Linked DNA regions of Sus scrofa: all the other regions are linked to region 3. The links are chromatin contacts, called in public Hi-C and HiChIP or PLAC-seq maps. All regions are on one chromosome and are shown on one strand. Each heading gives the region's core, a stretch centred on a gene start, on an enhancer-like site or on the middle of the called end of the contact. The rest is flanking DNA. Distances are from core to core; before and after follow the strand shown.

Region 1 (3,699 bases), core at 631-3,130, 630 kb before region 3:
ATTCCAAGTTACTATGATACCATTCGCTTTGCAGGAGTTGAGAAAGGAAATGATCATTTATTCAGCACCTATTATATACTGAGAAATATTTTTTCTTTAAAATTCTTTAAAATTCTTTAAAATTTAATTCCTACTATAAGCCTGATCGAGGTATTATTCCCATTTTTACAAATGAGAAAAACGAGGTGCAGTATACCTAAATTTCATGCCCAAAGTTACACATCTAGTAACTGGTAGGATTTGAATCCTAACCATCTCTTTCCAAAGCTCATGCCTTCCCAACTACATCATGGTGTCGCCACAGACTCATAGCTTCGAGGTGACATTCTCTAGGCAATTGCTGAAAACCTGGTTCTCGATTATCTGTTTTGAGGAGGACAGAATACAAAACTTGCCAAGTCCTGACATGGTTCTTGGAGGAAGGTAATTTAAATTAGTGGCGGCTAGACGTTCTCAGGTGAATTTAGGAGAAAATGATTTGGCTCTTTTTTGCCCTTCTATCTGCTCACAGACACCCCTGGCTTTGGATCAGTGCGCATTTCTCCGACAGAGCAGGGTCTGCAGTCGGAAGACCTGGCTTGGGTTTGGACGGGCTAGTCGCCACCTGACTGGCCTTGGGAAAGTCATTGAACCCCTCAGATTCTCATTTTCCTCCTCTGTGCAATAAGGATACTAAGTAACACAACCTGCCTTACCCCAGGGTAGTTGAGTGTCAAATCATGTGTGCGCAGCACTTGGTGAACCGCGTCACTGAGACGCTAGTACCAACGTAGGGGCATCCCCGCCTCTGCACCATCTGCCCCCAGGTGAGGGCGTGTGACGGCTGGGCAGGATGCACCTGATAGTTCCTTTATGGTTAACTCCTGATGGTGTGCCCTCCTGGACTGAAGCTGCCACGTGACTCCAGGGACGTCTGAGCACCTATCCCTGAACGCCCAGTGCCCGGAGAGCAGCCAGCAGAGGCTGAGCAAAATCACTCTGAGATGCTGAGGAATCTTTTCCTTCTCCAGCTGAGAACTGATCATCAAAACATGCCAAACAACCATCATTAAACGCAATTTGTAAAATCCAGAATTCAGTCCTGACCCATTGTCCCTTTACTCTCTCTTAGGTATCTTGGAATTTTATCTGCCAGTTTAGAAATCTTTAGTCCTTGTCGGACTTAATTGTGGGGGCAGTCTGCAGTTCTGGGAAGCCAGGAGGAAAAAATAAATCTCCGTTTTGTGTTGGCGTTTGAGCACCCTTCACCATATCCACGTTGAAAGCTGGTGGATACAGCATTAGTTTTTATTTTCTTTAAAAAGAGATATGCTTAAAAAAAAAAGAGATGCGTAAACCAATTCCCAATCCTGGAGACTGAGCTCATCACCCCGTATCGATATCCCAGAGCGTGGACTTGCAGCTCCGCGGCTCCAGCCAATCTGCCCCCGCCGCCCTCAACGCCCTCGCCGCCCTGGCCCAGGTGGCGGCCGGCGTGGCCCGAGAACCCCACCTGGCTCAGCCCGCGGCTGCCGCACAAAGAGCAGAGCAGGCGGCGGCCCGGCCGAGCCGCAGAAAGTAGTCCCGACCACGCCGGCACCGATGTTGTTCGACGTCGCTTCACGCCCTCCGCGGGGAGGGCCGAAGGGGCCGGCCCGGGAAAGAATCCCATCGGAATGCGCCGCCGGGCGGCCTTTCCCCTCCTGCCCGCTTTTGCTCGCCCCTCGCATTTCCCGGGGTCTGCCAGCCGAGGCCGTGCGCGCGGCCCTCTCTCCTTTTCTAAACCGCCCGGGAGGCGGTGCCGAGGGAGGGGGCTCGCCCGCGCGCAGGGAGACCTCGGCGGCGACCCGTGGCGGCGGCGGGAGCCGGTATCCCTGCGCCGCGGCGTGAGAGGAAGAGGCTGAATGAGGAACTGCGCGGGGGAAGCGGGGCGCCGGGGGAGGAGGCGGCGGGATGGAAGCAGACGCTGGCGTCGCGCGAGCCCCGGGCGGAGCGGCGCGGTAGAGAGGGCGGCGGCGGCGCGCGCGGAGCCTTGACGTGCCCCTTTCTTTCTTCTCTCTCTCCGGAAAGCTGGGAAGCATGAGCGTGCAGACCTGCCGCTGCCGCGGCCGCCCCGGCTCCTCGCCTCCCCCTCTTCGGGCCGCCCCTCGCCGGTGAGAGAAGCGAATGCGAGAAGGGAAGATGGGGGCCGTCCTGAGGAGCCTCCTGGCCTGCAGTTTCTGCGTGCTCCTGAGAGGTGGGAAGCACGGGGACGGGGAAAGTTGGTGGGGTTTTGGGGGGAGGGGGCCTCATTCTGTGTGTCTGGGGGAGGGGAGGGAGGGAGGCGAAGAAGGGGAAGAGGAGCGGGGAGAGGCCTGGTCTTGGGGAAGGAGGGAGAGAGGGGCCCGGGAGAAGGGGCTGCGCGCTCCGCCCGGCCACGATGCAGCCCCCGCCTCGCCTGCCCGACCTGGTCGGAACGGATGATTCTAAGTTTACCATTAGCAGCCTGTGCGGGTAACCCCCTGGACCCCCCATTCTTTCCGTGCGACTGAGGGTCGGTGTGTCTGTTTCTGCGTGGAGTCACTGGGGACTAGGGGCTTTGTATGGATTTTGGCCCTTGGAATGTTTGAGCCTGAGATGCTTCAACGTCGGGCTTCTCCTGCCCCCACCTTTTCCGTGTCTGTCTTGTGAACTTTTAGAGCCCTCTTACTATTTTTCCAGGCCTTGTTACAACTAATAATTGGCTTCCTTTGGGGATATAATGATCGTGGGTGAGAGCACAGTTGGAAAGCGACTCCGAGGTTATAGGTCGAGCGTTTCAGCCTTGGGAGTCGTCTGGGCTTCAGCCCGTGATAAAATAGAAACGTTGCCCTTGTAACCCCTGGTATTCAGAACTTGCCCCTATTTTCGGAGCTTGCAAGTGTACAGTTGGCACCAAGCAGGAAAGTCATCCTTGGTGGAGAGGAGCCTGTCCCGGGACCTAAGCTACCATCTGCTGCGCTCCCCGGGAGAATTTGCTCGAGAATCGAGTAAATTCTGTGGTTCCTTGGCTTGTTTGTTTGTTTTTAATTGGCCCGCAAAGCTGTCACATAGGCTGTGACTTTTATTTTGTGATTTTAGTTCGCTGAGGTTTTTGACTGGCCCGCAAGATTTCAGCAGCTATTCTCAAACTTAGCCAGTGTTGAGGCAGTGATGACTCTGATGCTGTGGGGCATTTACCAGCCGAGCAATTTAAGTGCCAATTGATGCAATGATTTGTATGTAGCTTTGGTTTCGTTAAGATTTTCGCTTGTGTTCACTGTCAGTTCTTTTCAGATATGGGACCTCTTGAGTGTAAGGAGATTTTTAGCTATTAATTTAACAGGCTAAACGTTTGTTAAGTGTTCAAACTTAACGGAAGTTTCCAGAGCACGATAGTAACTAACCGTGTTGTGCTATAAATGAGCCAGATAAGCTATTTGTGTGCATATTTATTTATTTTGGATAAGCGTGATTGACAATTTTGAGAGGAGAAATTTTTTTCCTTTATTCGTGTCTCAGGATTATAATGTCTGCATGTTGTATCTACTTATACTTAATAATTGGGACTCAACTGTAAGCACATTCCAAACTATTTCCACGTTTAAACTCCAGAAAGATAGTGCTTATTTCATTTTCTTGGCTGAGAATTTAATGCAGTTTTAAGTACTTAAGAGGTTTAATAAGTATATGTTTATTACAGTTTACTCCTTGTTGAAAGGG
Region 2 (3,607 bases), core at 1,101-3,600, 560 kb after region 3:
TTTTGGGAGTCATTCCAGCACAAAATTCTAGGAAATCCCAGGATGCATCTGTAATTATTTTAGGGTCTTCCAGAGGTTGGAGACCACACCTGTTAGTCATGAATTATTTTCCAAGGGTGAATATATATATAGAGAGAGAGTGGTTTTGGCTATTAGATTGGAGTTTGAACAGTTCAAGCCCTCATTTTTTTCCTTGCAATCCAATTTTGCATAGCAATGATAATCATTTTGTTAGATAAGAAAGTCAATGGCCAATCCTCACCAGAATAAATCATGCATATAATTTTAACTGACTATACTCTTTAAAACTAAGAAATAATTTAACCACACTTAGAATCAAACTAGCATTTTTTTAACATAACTACATATAGATAATATCACTGTATGGTCCATATTACAGTCTAAAATATGAATTTAACATTAACACCTTTGTCAATTAAAAATTTAAAAATATAGATGAGTTACATGGAAAAGTCAAATATTCCATATTTTTTTTTAACTACATATAGATAATATCACTGTATGGTCCACATTACAGTCTAAAATATGAATCTAACATTAACACCTTTGTCAATTAAATATTTTAAAATATAGATGAGTTACATGGAAAAGTCAAATATTCCATATTTTGCTTTTTTTTCCTAAGAATTAATTTTTAAGTTGTATTTTTCATGGATGGAGTAAGAAAGCAATAAAGCAGGGCATTACAATTATTGATAATGCTGGAATCTAATATACAACACAAATGAATCTTTCCACAGAAAAGAAAATCATGGACATGAAAAACAGACTTGTGGTTGCCAAGGGGGAGGGGAAGGGGGAGGGAGTGGGATGGATTGGGAATTTGGGGCTAATAGATGCAAACTATTGCCTTTGGAATGGACAAGCAATGAGAGCCTCCTGTACAGCACTGGGAACTTTGTCTAGTCACTTATGATGGAGCATGATAATGTGAGAAAAAAGAATGTATACATGTATATGTAACTGGGTCAGCTTTCTGTACAATAGAAAATTGACAGAACACTGTAAACCAGTTATAACGGAAAAAATACAAGTCATTATTTAAAAAACAATTATTGATAATGAATGTGTTCGTAAGTAAGTGAGTGTGGAAAATGTTGGTCTTTTTATTTGTTTTCATTTAGTAAACATTTACTATGCTCTAACTCTGTGTTAGGTACTGTGTGCTAACCAGTGGGAATATAATGATGAATTACACCTGATAACTACCCTTCTGATGCAGCCACAGAACATAGAATTCTGGGGTCGGGCGAGGTTGGAGGGTGTAAATGATTTAGGGGAATAAGGAATGAAAAACGGAATTTTTCGTTAGACCAGACACTGGAGTTACATGTGATAATCCCATCCACGTTCCTTTGAGGAAACCAACTCTGGGATATTGAACACCTCGTCCAAGTTGACTCCATTAACTAAGAGCAGCACTAGAGTGTAAACCTAGACTTGCCTGGATCCTGGAGGCAAAGGACGCCTGATAGCCTGTATCCCAATAGTTCTTGAATACAGAGCACGGTCCCTCTGGCCTGGTGTTCAGCATGATCTCGTCCATTCTCCAAAGGCCATGTGAGCTCTGCAAACGGACTACCGTTTATTGGGTGATCCGTTTCTCTGTTACTCTCCTCCCTGAGGCTAAGAGGGCTCAGTTGCTTAAGTTTTCACTAGCTGGCAGGGGCAATTAGAGAAGAAGGTAAAATTTATCCTCCCCCCCAAGTATAGTATTATTACATATATATTAGCAGCTCACTATTTGTTGCCATTACATTGATGTAAACTCTGATATTTGCATTACTTCATGGAGGTTTGGACCTCAGTTTCCTCACCTGTGGATTATAGAAGAAACCATCTAACATCTTTCAAGAGGAAGTAGCCAAATAGCTTTAAGATTGTATAATTCCAGTTCTTCACTGCTGTATCAGAAACAGTTTTTCGTGCTTCATAAACGTTGCATGGATAACTAGAACGGATTTTAAAAGCCAGTATTTGAGAGAGAGAAGCGCCCGGTCATTTGGATGCCCTACTTTGCTCCTCCTAGAAGATGTGGTTAGGCAGGAGTGCCCCGCTGCCCGGCTCCAACAAAGGGCCGGCAGAGCGTGCTCGGCAGAAAACTCCAGAGTACCCTGCCAACCTCAGATCCACCCTTGCTTTCCTTTCCCGGCCACTCGGGCCCCTGCTCTCAGTCCCGGGCCGATCGGCGGGTGGAAAGGGCACCGGGCCCCTTTAAATGCTAATGAAGTCGATGCCCAACTCGGGAGCCAACTCTCTCCACCCTCTTCCCTCTCCGGCCGGTGCGCCGCCTAGAAAAACTTGCGCGGGGCCATTTTTGGGGCAGTAAGATCGAGCGAGGAGCCCAAGAGCGAGCGCACAGCCCGAGAGCTCGAGCCGCCTCCGCCGCGAGACCCACCTCGGCCGCCGCCGCCCGCGCCACGAGATCCGCACCGGCCTCCCCGAGAGCGAGCCCCGGCCGCCGCGACCTCCAGCTGCGCTAACCGCCGACCAACCGCCACCGAGGTGCCCGAGGGAGAGCGGAGGAGGCGGCATGAGCGAGGCGGGCGAGGCCACCACCACCAGCACCACCAGCACCACTACCACCACCACCACCCTCCCGCAGGCTCCGGCGGAGGCGGCCGCCGCGGCCCCCCAGGACCCCGCGCCCAAGAGCCCGGCGGGCAGCGGCGCGCCCCAGGCCGCCGCCCCGGCGCCCGCCGCCCTGGTAGCGGGCAACCCGGGTGGAGACGCGGCCCCCGCGGCCCCCACGGCCCCGGGCACCGCGGCCCCCGCCTCTTCGGCCGCCGCGGGCAGTGAAGACGCGGAGAAGAAAGTTCTCGGTGAGTCAGGCCCGGGAGGATGGAGGCTGCCCCGGGAGGAGCGGGCGGCCGCGGAGCACGTGTGGGCAGCTCCCACGCCTGTCCCGCTCCGCGGGAGGCCTGACAGCACGGGGTCCCCGGGGACCTCGGGTCCCTGGCGCAGGTGGCCAGTCCCCCAGGCGCTGCCAGGTGAGCGCGCGGCGCCCTGCGCTCCCCGCCGCCTGAGCGCGTCCCTTCAGGTCCCAGGCCCGTGAGGGACGGGACTTAACTTGGATCCCCTGGGCACGCACTGTCGCACACTCCCATGGCGAAGCATCCCTCCGGACAAAGGGGAAAGGAGCGGCGGTCGGGAAAGAGGATCCAGATTTGGGATAGATGCGGATGTAGGGATGGGACAGCACCCACGTGGGACGGGGACATAGTAGTCCTCGCCTAGGTTCTGGGTGAGGAGAGCATTTCCTTCGGGGGAGAGGAAGGCGCCGGACCAGACGGGAGGGAAAGGTGCAAAGGCATCTTGCTGGGAAGGCTCAGGTGTCTGTCCCTGACGCCCTTCCCACGGGGGCGCAGGAACGAGGCCACGCTTCTGTCGGCCACATGTCGGCGGAGAGGTGTTGCAATCCTCTCCGGGAAACTTGGGCTTTGGTCCCTCGTCCCCCTCCCTCTCTGCCCGCTGCTGCAAAGAACCAGTCAGTGTTTTCCAATCCCTACACATTTGCTTCTTCCCGGATTGTGGGAAAGCATTTGGTGCAGCAGCTGAAAAAACTTCGTCGGAAGTGTGGGTATGA
Region 3 (3,614 bases), core at 388-2,887:
TTCACATTAACCCTACTTCAAACCCATGAGAATCCTCCCTGATTAAAAAAAACCCACTAAAACCTGAGTATAATTGTGAAAGCCTAATAAGCAAATATGATAAAATACTGTGTTCCCGCTAAACAGATTCTGCAGAAAAGCAATGTTAAAACAGTACAGGTTTCTCGAATTCCCCACCAATGAAGAAAACCAGTTATTTGTTCCTTGTTGCTGCAGGGTCCACTCAATAAATGCATCTTAAATGGGCCAAGCCATAAACAAACAAACTTCAGCAGCTTCAGCCTCTCACAGAAGCAGCAAGGCTTTTCCATCTGGGTACATGGGACAGTGAAATGAAAGTGTACAACAAAAGCAGCAATGGCAAAAATAACTGGGGGAGATGGATAAATCATTCTGCCTCCTCACGGTGGCAAACTTTACGGCAACTTTTTAGAAGCAACAAACCGCAGCACCACTAGCCTTTACAGACACACACATACACATATATAAATGCACAAATACAACCACTTGGAAGCTAAGTACTGTGTTTGCAAACATCCTCCACCCTCCTGCACTTACAATACTGCAAACCATGGCCAGAAAGCCGGGAGATTTCTACGCTTAGATATCCTCTCTGCACTGTCAAACCGGGAAGGTCATTTTTCCTGGTCACTTAAATAATTCTCTCTCCCTGCATCGCAGGAGTTTTTTACTTTGGGATTGCTCAACTTTCAGATGCATCCGAGTAAAACAACCATTCAGCAACTTTATTCACCTTGGTTTAAAAAAAGAAACAAACAAACAAACAAAAAGAAAGAAATTCATTGTGCAATGCCCAGGAAAAGCTGACACCACGACTGTCTCTTCCACAAGCGCTTGCAATTACAATCGGGGTTGGGGGTGGGGGGAGGAATCTGTCTGATCAGACTCCGGGAGCCTTTCTTTCTTTCTTTCTTTCTTTTTTTTTTTTTTAAAGAAATGATTCCAACCCCAATGGGGCTGGAGAACTTTTTTTTCTAAGGAGACCACCCCTCGGGAACAAAAGTTACATTTTGGTCACATGTTGGGAGTAGGAGCAGGGAGCAGGTTTTTTAAAAAGAGCACTAATTACGGGGCTGTTTTACGGTCCTAGACACCACTCGGGATCCTCCTGACCGATGGTGACGGGCATTTCACCGTCAAAAAGAAAGGGGGTGGGGTGGGGGCGCAGGAGCCGGCAGGGGGCTCGGCGGGAGGGGGGAGTAGCAAGGTTACGCTAAAGGGTACGGCAGCCGCCGCGAGCTGCATCTCCTTCCCCGGCGCCCCAAATAATTTCCTGCGAACAGAGCGACTGCAGCAGCCCCCTCGGAACTGGAGAGCCCAGCAGGACTGGCCGGGCCAGTGCAGCTCAAGGTTTTCCACCCCGGAGAGGGAGGGGGAGAAGATCTTTACCTTAATGCTACACTGAGCAGGAGTCTCAGACATGTCTCACAGCGAGAGAGATCAGGAAGTTCTCAGTTTTTTTCCACTTTCCTTTCCTCTCCCCAACCCAGAAACGCTCCACGGCCAGCCGGACGCGGTCATTTAAGAAGTTTCTTGCAGCATCTCTCCCGGCGGCCGCCCCGGGGGGCCGCGAGCGCGCGGGGCGGGGCGGGGCGCCGGCGGAGTCGCCGCGCGGGGCGGCGGGGGCGTGGGAGCCGGGCGGCGCGGCGGCGGGGTCTGCAGGTCGCGGCGCGGCACGGCGACCCGGGGCGCAGCCCGGCCGGCCTCCCGCTCTCTCCTCCCACCCGGGCCGGCGCCCCCGCCCCCCGCCCTCCCGCCGCTCTCCCTCGCTAGTTCTCTCGAATGTTTTCCTTCCTGGAAGAGAGAAACTGAAAGGCAGAACTGAGAAAGCTCTTTGCTCATTGATCTTGAGAGTTTCAGTGCAGAAACTGACGTGAATTCCCAGCACTGAGCTCTGCCTCTTAAAGGAGCCACCAGGAAATAAAAGCTCGGGTTACAGGCCGGCATCGGGGAAATAAAAGCCGCGCTGGGGGAGGGGCGGCGGCAGCGGCGGGGGCGCGGGCGGAGGATCCCGGGGGAGCGGGGCCGCGTGAGGCCGCGGTGGCTAACGAGGCGGGCGGCGCAGCCCCCTCCGGCCAGCGCTGGGCTTCCCAGGCTGGGCCGGGCCGCGCCAGGCTCGTGGAAGACACGCCAAGAAAGGTTCCATCGGGGCCCCAGAAACCTCAAAACAGGTTTTATTAAGCGCCCCCCCTCCCCGAGCTCCGTCTCTCGGATACTTTGGAAGGCACAAGGGTTTTTTTGTATTTTTTCCCCGCCGAGCGGAGACGCAATGAAAATAATTATATAGGAAAGGGCATTCCGGTAAGGACGCGGAATCCGAAGGAGGAAATAAAACAATAGCCTTTGTTCTGCTTCTCGACCGCGGCCTCTTTAAGAGAATCCACCAGGAAATGGGAGATCGGGTTACAGCCCGCACCGGGGAAAAGGGGCTAGCGAGCGAGCGCCGGAGCGCGACGCTGGAGACAAAGCCGGGAGGCCGCCCGCAGACGCCGAGCCCCGTGGGCCGGGGAATCCCCGCGAAGGTGGGCGCCCCGAAAAGGGGAGGCGCGCTTGCCGGGGATGCGGCCGCCGCGGGCGCTGCCCCAGCCCCGCATGCGTTGTGGAGAAGGGAAGGCTGCCGGGCAGTTATCAAAGGCAGTTGAGTTCCTTTTCCTGACACCCCCCCCCCCTTCCTCCGGGTTTCGAAATCCGCTGTCCTTTTAAAGAAATAGCGGCCGCTACCAACCGAAATAGGTGACTCGACTACTGAGTTGACAGGACGCGTGCCTGGAGATAATACTCCTCCCCGGGACCACAGCTCTGAAACCGTCATTGGCGGATAGGATGCCCCCGGGATCCTGCCGGGGGAGGAATATTTGGTGGAAAAAAAAGAAACAACAAAAACACTTAGAGGAGGTTTCGAGCCAGTCGGGCTGAGGGTTCTAGCCTTGAGTGCACGTACTCTGATCACTCTACTGTTTCTATTGTTATTTATAGTCTCTGAAAATGTTTGCAAGCGTCCACTGCAGAAAGTTGAGAGCATTATGCCTAAATTCTAAACCCTTATCATACGTATAGGTTTGATGTATGGATGTGTATTAAATTACAGATAGGTAAGTACATCTGTATAAATATAATGCGTGTTATGTAGTATATACAGGTATACCAGGACAGATTTCCCAAGCTGCCCTATCCTACGGACCTTTCCTACCAACTTCCCTTCCTCTCTCCACATAATAAATTGTGTTCAGAATTTTTCACACGCTCATTCGAAGAACACTTTAAACCAGAATTTACTAAAGGGTTGGAATAGAAGAGTCCAGTAGCTGGGAAGTTTGGCATAATGGGATTCGTGAGTTTCCAAGGACCTGGGCAGTCCTTGCCACGTCGTAGTCCTATTCTTTCCCAGAAAGCTCGTGTCCAAACCAACACTCAGCCTTGGACCACCTGCTGTCCCCCAGCCCAACCCCCACACACATTTATCTGCCTTTGGTCCTTACACTGCTGTTGGAAGCATTGGTTCTGATGTCCCATTGCTAGGTTAAGCCCTTATAAATCTCCGTATCCCTTATCAATATGATCTCTGGCAACGTGCTCTCTCAGCTTCGGTAAAA
Region 4 (3,448 bases), core at 907-3,406, 950 kb before region 3:
AAGTAGTGTATTCACAGAGGCACTATCCATCCAGAGACACCTGAAAGGGATTTTCTTTTCCATAATCATTAAAGATCAAAGAAACTGCTGGTTTCTAAAGACTGTCACAAAAACAATGACTTAATAAATGAGAACTGAATTCATTTTGCTTAGCTGTGACCCTCCTAAGAAGTAAGTTATGAATAGCCTACCCCCTCCCCCAAATGTAATTTCACTCTAGGCAAAACAGTAACACTTTATAGCCCCCACTACAGTTTGCTTGTTTTAGAAATAAGTTCTATGTGATTTTATAGGAAGGTAAAATAATTCAAAATCCAATGTATTTCTGGTGAATTTACTTGCAATTACTGAAGACTCTGAGAAAGTTATTTAATGTCTCAAAGGTTTGAAAAAAGAAACAACTCAAAATTAGTAAATATACCAGGAGAGTCTCAAATTAAGGAAATTAAAGAATACTTTTCTTCAGCATCCTTTCCCAGCCATATCCAGGGAAGATAATGGATATAGTACTCAGATTTAATTTTAATATTAACACTGAAAGATCAAGCTGACAAAGGTTGTTATGAGACATTATCTTCTGATTTTTCTGTAAAACTTTCAGAACTCCACCTTTTTGTTTTGGCAATGGTATTTCCTATTAGGAGGGGTTTGCTATTTCACAAGCAAACTGTTCCTCTAGCGAGTCCCAATTCCAGAGTAGAGCGTTAAGCTTTCTCTGCTATCACTTTCCTCAGTGCCTTCAGCAGGAACAGGAAGAGGAGATAACATAGAACCACACAGGCCGCACAGAGAAGATGGAAAATTTTCCATTATCTCTAGGATGAGTGAAACAAAAACTTGATAGTAGCCAAGTGTTATTGGTTAGGTGAAAGGGGGAAATGAAGGAAAAAGCTACCACAAGCAGCATGCCAGAGACTGTGGAAAGTAAGACCTGTGGAAAGCAGAGGGAACTGAGTGTCTACTTTGAAAACTGGCAAATTCTAGAAGTCTGATTCCTTAAAAAAAACAACAGCAAACCCAACTTCCTAAACATTCTAGAACATCAATAAGCTGATGATCAACAAACTGACCATCACTATCCTCACGAAATATAACGGGACAACACTGCTGTGTTCAGACAGAAAGGTTATATGTAAACTGTAGGAATTAACCAATATTGTTTGTGACCTTATCTTCATAGGGATAAATGATGTGGATAGGGAAAGAGGGATGGGGATGGAATATTAAGACAGATTAACAAGAAGAAATTCACCCCTTTTCTTGGAGAAGGCTTTCGAGAAGAGGTTAGATTCCAGACTCTGGACGAATAGCAACAGGAGCTTAGCAGTGCGTTCCAACCAACCACAGGAAAATAGCACAGAGGGGAGTGAACCGAATATATGAATGGGGCATTGAGTAAGCGAGCCTGAGAGGAGAAAGGGAGACCGTCGAGGGGAACAGGGCCGGTTCAGGGTGCCCTAGTGAAAGGGCTCCCAAGTGGAGAAAAGCTGGGAGGCGGCAAGGGAAGGAACAGAGAAGGCACAGTAGTTTCTTCACTTATCTCGGGAGGCAAGTCAAGGACTAAGGTTGGAAAAGCTGACCAACCCGTTGGCCTTGGGTGTGAACATTTTCCAGAGGAGTGGGCCCTTGCTGGAAAAACGCAGGCCGCTCTTCCCTGAATTCCTGCCAGGGTACCTGGGGTCACAGCTGGAGGCGCAAGGATGCCTAAGGCAGGTGTTTCTCGGGTGTTGGCGTGGACTACGGAGTGAGGCTCGGCTGCTGGACGAGCACTTAGCGACAAGCAGGCGGCGGCGCTGCGCGTGCAAACCCCAGGACTTACCTTACTGTCATCCATCTCGGCAGACAGGCCGGCCCGGTCGGGCGCTCCCTCCCCCGACCCTCCCTCTGCTCAGCCGGTCTGGCCCGGCCCGGCCCCGCCCCGGGGGAAGAAGGGGATATGGTTCTGACTGCCCCCTTCTCTTGCCTAACAGTTCCCTTCCCTGATGCCACAGTCACGGGAATGAGGGACCAGTTCAGGAATGGCAGAGCGGACCCTGGAGGCGGCCCAGAACGCCTCCCTTCGCCGCCACCGCCTCCTCCTCCCCCTCCATGACAGGCTCTGGCTGTGTTTACAGACGCCCTGGAGAGCGGCCCGGACCAGAGGGTAGGCGGGAGCGCGGCGCGCGGATTGGCCGCTTCGGCTGCCGTTGCGCCGCGGGATTCTGGGGATTGTAGTTTTCCTTAACGTAGTCTCTGCATGGCTAACTAGGAAGGAAACTACAATGTCCACAGAGCCTCAGCATGGCGTCTGTTTTCCGGACGGGGAGCGCTGTGGAGGAGGGGCCGAAACTACCTTTCCCACAGTGCAGGCGGGGGGGTGTTTGGGCCCCCGGTTCCCGCGGCCTGGGCGCTGGGAGGAGACCGTTGGGGCTCCGTAGGGGCGGCCCTGGGAGCGGGCCGTTTTTAGGGACACCGAGGAAACTCTGAAGGTTATTTTAAAAATTAAAAAAAGAAAACAAACCCTTAGAATGTAAAATGGTACAGCTTCTTGGAAAAAACATTTGGGAGTTAGTCTCAGTATTAGACGTGGAGCTACCACATGGCCAACAATTGCATCAGAAATGACACTCTGTGTCCCCACGAAGACTTGTGCAGTAATGTTCTGTCCTAGCAGAGTTATTCATAATGTCGGAAGGTGGAAATAACCCAAATGTTCAACAGGGGATGAATGGATAGGCCAATTGTATTTATATACAAAGGAATATTATTAGTCCATGAAAAGGAACACATGCTGCAATGTAGATGAGCCTTGAAAACATGCCAAGTGAAAGAAGCCAGACACAAAAGGCCACATATTATAGATTCCATTTAGAATGCAATTTTTTAGAATAGTAACATTTAAAGAAGAAGAAGTTGACGGGTGGTTACCAGGGGCTAGGGCTGGGGAGCAGCAGGAGGGAGGAGGCAGGGAATGGGGAGTGGTTGTTAACGGGTACTAGGTTTCTTTAAAGGCAGTGAAACTTCTAAAGTGTATTTAGTGGTGGCTGCACAACTCTATTCTAAAAATCACTGAATTGTGTACTTTAAATGAGTGAACATTATGGTATGTGAATTACATCTCAATCATTAATAATGAAGAGTGTTTTGTCATCCTGATTTAATAGAGTCAGTGAGCTTCTTGTTTTGGCCTATGTTAGGCCATTGAGAATTTGACAAAGTTTGTGTGTTCATTAACGTTCTTCTGGAGAGCCTTTTGACTCCTTTTCAGACTCCTAAAGTGCTTTGTTAAACTCTTCCAAAATTCAGCTGAGGTAGAGTTCTCAGATTTAGCAATAAATATATAGGACATTCACATTTGAATTTCAGGCAAACAAATACCCCTTTAGTACAAGTATGTCCATATAATACTTGAGACACACTTTTACTTTTTAAGAAATGCTGCTTATCTGAAAGTCAGATTTAACCAAGT
Region 5 (3,941 bases), core at 721-3,220, 700 kb before region 3:
TTCCATATGCCGAACATGCAGCCATAGAACTGCCCTGCCTCCTGGAGCCGAAAGTCTGTGTCTTGGCATTCACTGCATCTCAGCTACTTTCACTGCTCTTCAAGAAATCTCTCTTACCCTCTTTTGCTAATTCACCTAATGTTTTACAAATCCCAGGCCAGAAATCTTTCCTGCTACAAAGTAATTGCTCCTTCCCTAGACCCCATACAAAAACAGATTTTGCTAGATTCTAGTTAGCCTCTACTACTCATCTGAAAATGGGGCTACTGCAAGGATTAAAGAGGAACACATGTGAAGCACTAAGCACAGGGGAACAGGCAAGTTGCAACCTATGCTATTGGGTAATACCAATTAGTGCAATCTAGTACTATTTAGAGCTCAGGCTGTTGGTTAGTAGGTGAGCAATCCTATTAAAAAGATGCCACACTTCTTCCCAAAGAATGTTTCTGGCCTGACACAGAGGCAAGAAAGTAAGAGGTAACATCTATTTCTGTGTTTGTTATAACAGATACTACATTCTGGGTCTTCCAAAAAAAAAAAAAAATAGCAAAGCTAGTACATGCTGCACACCATAAAAAACTGTCTAATCTAGCTCCCGGAATGGTCTGAACTAGAAGGGCAGCTTTCAGTGTGGAATCCCCTGATCTGTTAGCGTCTATATTTCTGAAGTACAGATCCTACCAAGAACAGAGCAGTTCTATGACCAGAGCTCTTTTTAGGCTCCAGATATAAGCCAATTTGGATTAACAACTCTTATCCAGGGCAACTCCAGTGGTCCCAGGGTTTGGCAGGTAACAAAGAGGAGCAAATGATTCTCAGTTAGCAAAGCATCACCTGTTTTATTTACTGACTGCTCATTGTATTACAGGAACAGTAAGCTCCCGTTCCTATATCAAACTCGGAGAGAAATCTAAAAAATATGGATGAGTGAAGAATAAGAAAAACATCAGAACCTGCCTTCCCAAACAACTTCTATATTAAAAAAGGAGCCGAGAAATCTTCCGATTGGTTGCAGTTCCTGGGCACCAAAACCAAGGCACCAAAACCAAGGCTGCAAAACACCTGTCACACATCCCTCTGAAAAGGAATCTCTGGGACCCACTTCTAAGAAGGAATCTGTTCTTTGAGGTCTTGTCTGTGAACCATACACTGTGCGACCAAACCTCACTGTCAGGCATCAATACTAAAGCCAGATATTATTTAGGTCCTCTTTCAAAGCGTAGGCTACACTGAGAGAAACACAGCTGTTTTGAAAATTAATGGGCACGGGCGGCCACCTGGCTCAGCTTGCAATCACAGGCACTCACTACCATTGGGAGAATCAAAGCCAGGCCAGATGGTTACTTTTTTTTTTTTTTTTTTTTTTTTTTTTTTTTTTAAGGAAAAAAACACGGTGAGAGCTTTCTGTGCGTTCCTGTCACCCGTCCCAGTCCCCACCAGGCTGGGAGGTAGCCCGCTCCGCAAGCAGGCAGGACTGGCTGGAGGAGAGGGGAAGTTAGGACACCGACCTGAGGAGTTCAGATCGTTGGGTCGGCTCTCGGCCTCGGAGCTCTGCTCACTGCCCATGGTTGCCGGCAGCGGTGGCAGCGGAGGAACGGTGGAACGGGCGGTGACCGCTCCGGCGGCGGGGCGACAGGGCAGGGGCCAGGGACCTAGATGAGAAAGCTACACGGGCTGCGGTGTGGGGATGGCGCGCCCAACCCAACGAGTGGCGCGGGCGGCAGGGGACAGGAGGCCCTACTTGGGGAACTGACTGCAAGGATACGTGGCTGGGCTACACGCCCCTCGCCGCCTTCTTTGGGGAAACCCAAGACCAAAAGGCAGGGGAACGCCCGGCACCAGCCGCGCCCGCGGCCGGCGGGCGGCGCCGCTTTCACTCACTCGCTTGCTCAGACGCCGCAGCTCGCTCCTTCCGGGACGCCAATTGGCCGCGCCGGCTGCGGCGGCCGTCAGTTCCGGGTTAGAGGGCCCCCGCCCCGGCCCGAGGGAGGGCGGGGAGACTCGCGCGGAAGACTCCCGCGGCGCAGCCTTAAAGGGCCCAACCTCCTCAAAGACAGAACCGCCCCGCAGGGTGCAGCGTTTCCTGTTGTAATATTGCACATCACCTTTAAGCATTATTCACACACTAGGCACTTTACTCCTATTTTTAGAACTTTACATAATAGGTTTGGGGGGAGTTTGTTTTTGTGTGTGTATTTTGGGCATTTATTGTTTTCCGTTTTAACTGAGATATAAGTGACATATAGCATTATATTAGTTTCAGGTGTACAATGTAATGGCTCCGTATTCGTATGTGTTGTGAAATCTTAAATCTTGTTTTACAAATGGCAAAATAGAGGTGTTAGACTTAGGGTTGGAACCCATAGCTGTCTGAATGCAAAGTTCCTGTTTCAGTTCCAAAAGGTGGAAGTTTGGCAGTAGACAACCGTGCAAAAAAAAAAAAAAATACTTGATGGTAAAGGACGGAGTTGAAAATGAGAGCAAAATGAATAGAAAATGCTGACTCGTTTGTTAGATGTTTATGCATCTTCAAAGGAAAGTGGATGCCCCAAGTCTCGTCACTTTCTGGGGAGCTTGACAATTATCACAGGGCATTCTGAAACTAGCAAAGGCGGAAAAGAAGTATGGGTAACGCAAAACAGAAACTGCCAACTTTCTCGCATCGTGTACGAAGACTTAACAATGTATTCCCATCAAGGAGTTGAGCGGTTCTGGGATTCTCAGAACTTTGCAACTCATATTGTTTGTTTTACGAAATTTCAAGCGAATACCCTGAGATTATATATACATAAACGTCTTATGCATATCATCAGAAAGAGTGTCAAATTGATGAAATGATTAAATCCCTTCTATTCTGCAGTATCACAAACATTTCACCTGCTTTAACTCATTTAATTTTCCCAATAACCCTGATGACCATAAGCAGGTAATTTCCTCATGGTCACTAGGTAGTATGTGGTGAAACTAGGATTTGGGATTCTCTGGTTATAAATCTCATGCTCTTTCCTCTGCTCCCCATCACAGTACTGTCCTCCCTGGGTATCCTCTGGGGGATTGGTTCCAGGACCCCCTGCCTCTGGAGGATACCAAAATCCATGGATATTCAAGTTCCTTACAGCTGGCCCCTCTAAATCTGCAAGGAAGAAATCTTGGGTATGGAGGGCCCACTGTACCATGAGAAAAATTCAAGTGAACATAAATTCAGTATTTGGTGAGAATGTGAAGATAGAACTAAAAACTGCCTGAGAGATCAAAAGAGTTTCCTAAGAGGTGATGTTTGACTATAGTCTTGAAGTTTACATAAACCACCAGACTTATGGAACTGGGAAAGGCCCGCTAAGTAATGTGTCCATTCCCTCTTGCAAAGCCCTTGGTTCTTCTCTCAGATATTTGGGGAGGATGAGCGAGAAGGCAAAGAAGGGAAAGTAAGTCATAGTCTGACTCTTGTTCCCTCTCCCACACCAATATTTAATTGTGTTCTATACCCTAATCCATACTGATGTGATGGTGATTTTTATGCTTCCCTTTGGATAAATGTTTCATTCTAGAAGGGATCCATCAATTGATGAATGGATAAATATATCATCCCAGGAGTTCCTGCTGTGGCCGAACAGCATCAGTGGTGTCTCAAGAGCACTGGCATGCAGGTTCAATCCCCAGTTCAGCACAGCGGGTTAAAGATCTGGCATTGCCACAGCTGCAGCGTAGTTCACAGCTGTGCCTCGGATCTGATGCCTGGTTCAGGACTCTTTATGCTGTGGGGTGGCCAAAAGGAGAAAAAAAAAAATATATGTGTATCCCATTCTCTACTGGCCAGCAAGGTATCTGCAAAGAAATCCACTGATAACCTATGTATAAGAAAATTGTTTTCTCTTGAAGCTTGTAAAATTCACTCTTTGTTTTGATTTTAGGCAACTTATTGGGCTTGGAAAATAATGTTT

Evidence for each region. A called contact is a pair of places that touch in the nucleus more often than the background predicts. HiChIP or PLAC-seq counts read pairs in DNA pulled down with a chosen protein or histone mark.
Region 1: an H3K27ac HiChIP or PLAC-seq map of alveolar macrophages shows a contact between it and region 3. The contact joins the promoter of LRP6 here to the promoter of ETV6 in region 3. A contact is called at or near these places in 1 of 5 promoter capture datasets (liver) and 1 of 2 datasets of contacts at active chromatin or transcription factors (alveolar macrophages).
Region 2: a contact with region 3 is called in a Hi-C map of skeletal muscle, with 6 times the contacts expected there. The contact joins the promoter of YBX3 here to the promoter of ETV6 in region 3. A contact is called at or near these places in 1 of 5 promoter capture datasets (liver), 3 of 47 Hi-C or Micro-C datasets (heart right ventricle and skeletal muscle) and 1 of 2 datasets of contacts at active chromatin or transcription factors (alveolar macrophages).
Region 4: an H3K27ac HiChIP or PLAC-seq map of skeletal muscle shows a contact between it and region 3, with 5 times the contacts expected there. The contact joins the promoter of CREBL2 here to the promoter of ETV6 in region 3. A contact is called at or near these places in 1 of 5 promoter capture datasets (liver) and 1 of 2 datasets of contacts at active chromatin or transcription factors (skeletal muscle).
Region 5: an H3K27ac HiChIP or PLAC-seq map of alveolar macrophages shows a contact between it and region 3. The contact joins the promoter of BORCS5 here to the promoter of ETV6 in region 3. A contact is called at or near these places in 2 of 5 promoter capture datasets (fetal liver and liver), 1 of 47 Hi-C or Micro-C datasets (subcutaneous adipose tissue) and 2 of 2 datasets of contacts at active chromatin or transcription factors (alveolar macrophages and skeletal muscle).

The regions. Positions count from the first base shown.
Region 1 is chr5:60,147,161-60,150,859 of Sscrofa11.1, forward strand. LRP6 (low-density lipoprotein receptor-related protein 6) reads left to right here and starts at 1,881. Exons shown (of 24, transcript XM_021092344.1): 1 at 1,881-2,215. The coding sequence starts at 2,146.
Region 2 is chr5:61,335,518-61,339,124 of Sscrofa11.1, forward strand. It overlaps YBX3 (Y-box-binding protein 3), which reads left to right and starts at 2,351. Exons shown (of 10, transcript XM_003126475.3): 1 at 2,351-2,843. The coding sequence starts at 2,555.
Region 3 is chr5:60,775,155-60,778,768 of Sscrofa11.1, forward strand. It overlaps ETV6 (transcription factor ETV6), which reads right to left and starts at 1,638. Exons shown (of 8, transcript XM_005652587.3): 1 at 1,411-1,638. The coding sequence starts at 1,443.
Region 4 is chr5:59,829,041-59,832,488 of Sscrofa11.1, forward strand. CREBL2 (cAMP-responsive element-binding protein-like 2) reads right to left here and starts at 2,157. Exons shown (of 4, transcript XM_021092337.1): 1 at 1,820-2,157. The coding sequence starts at 1,834.
Region 5 is chr5:60,071,006-60,074,946 of Sscrofa11.1, forward strand. BORCS5 (a long non-coding RNA gene) reads right to left here and starts at 1,971. Exons shown (of 4, transcript XR_002344101.1): 1 at 1,509-1,971.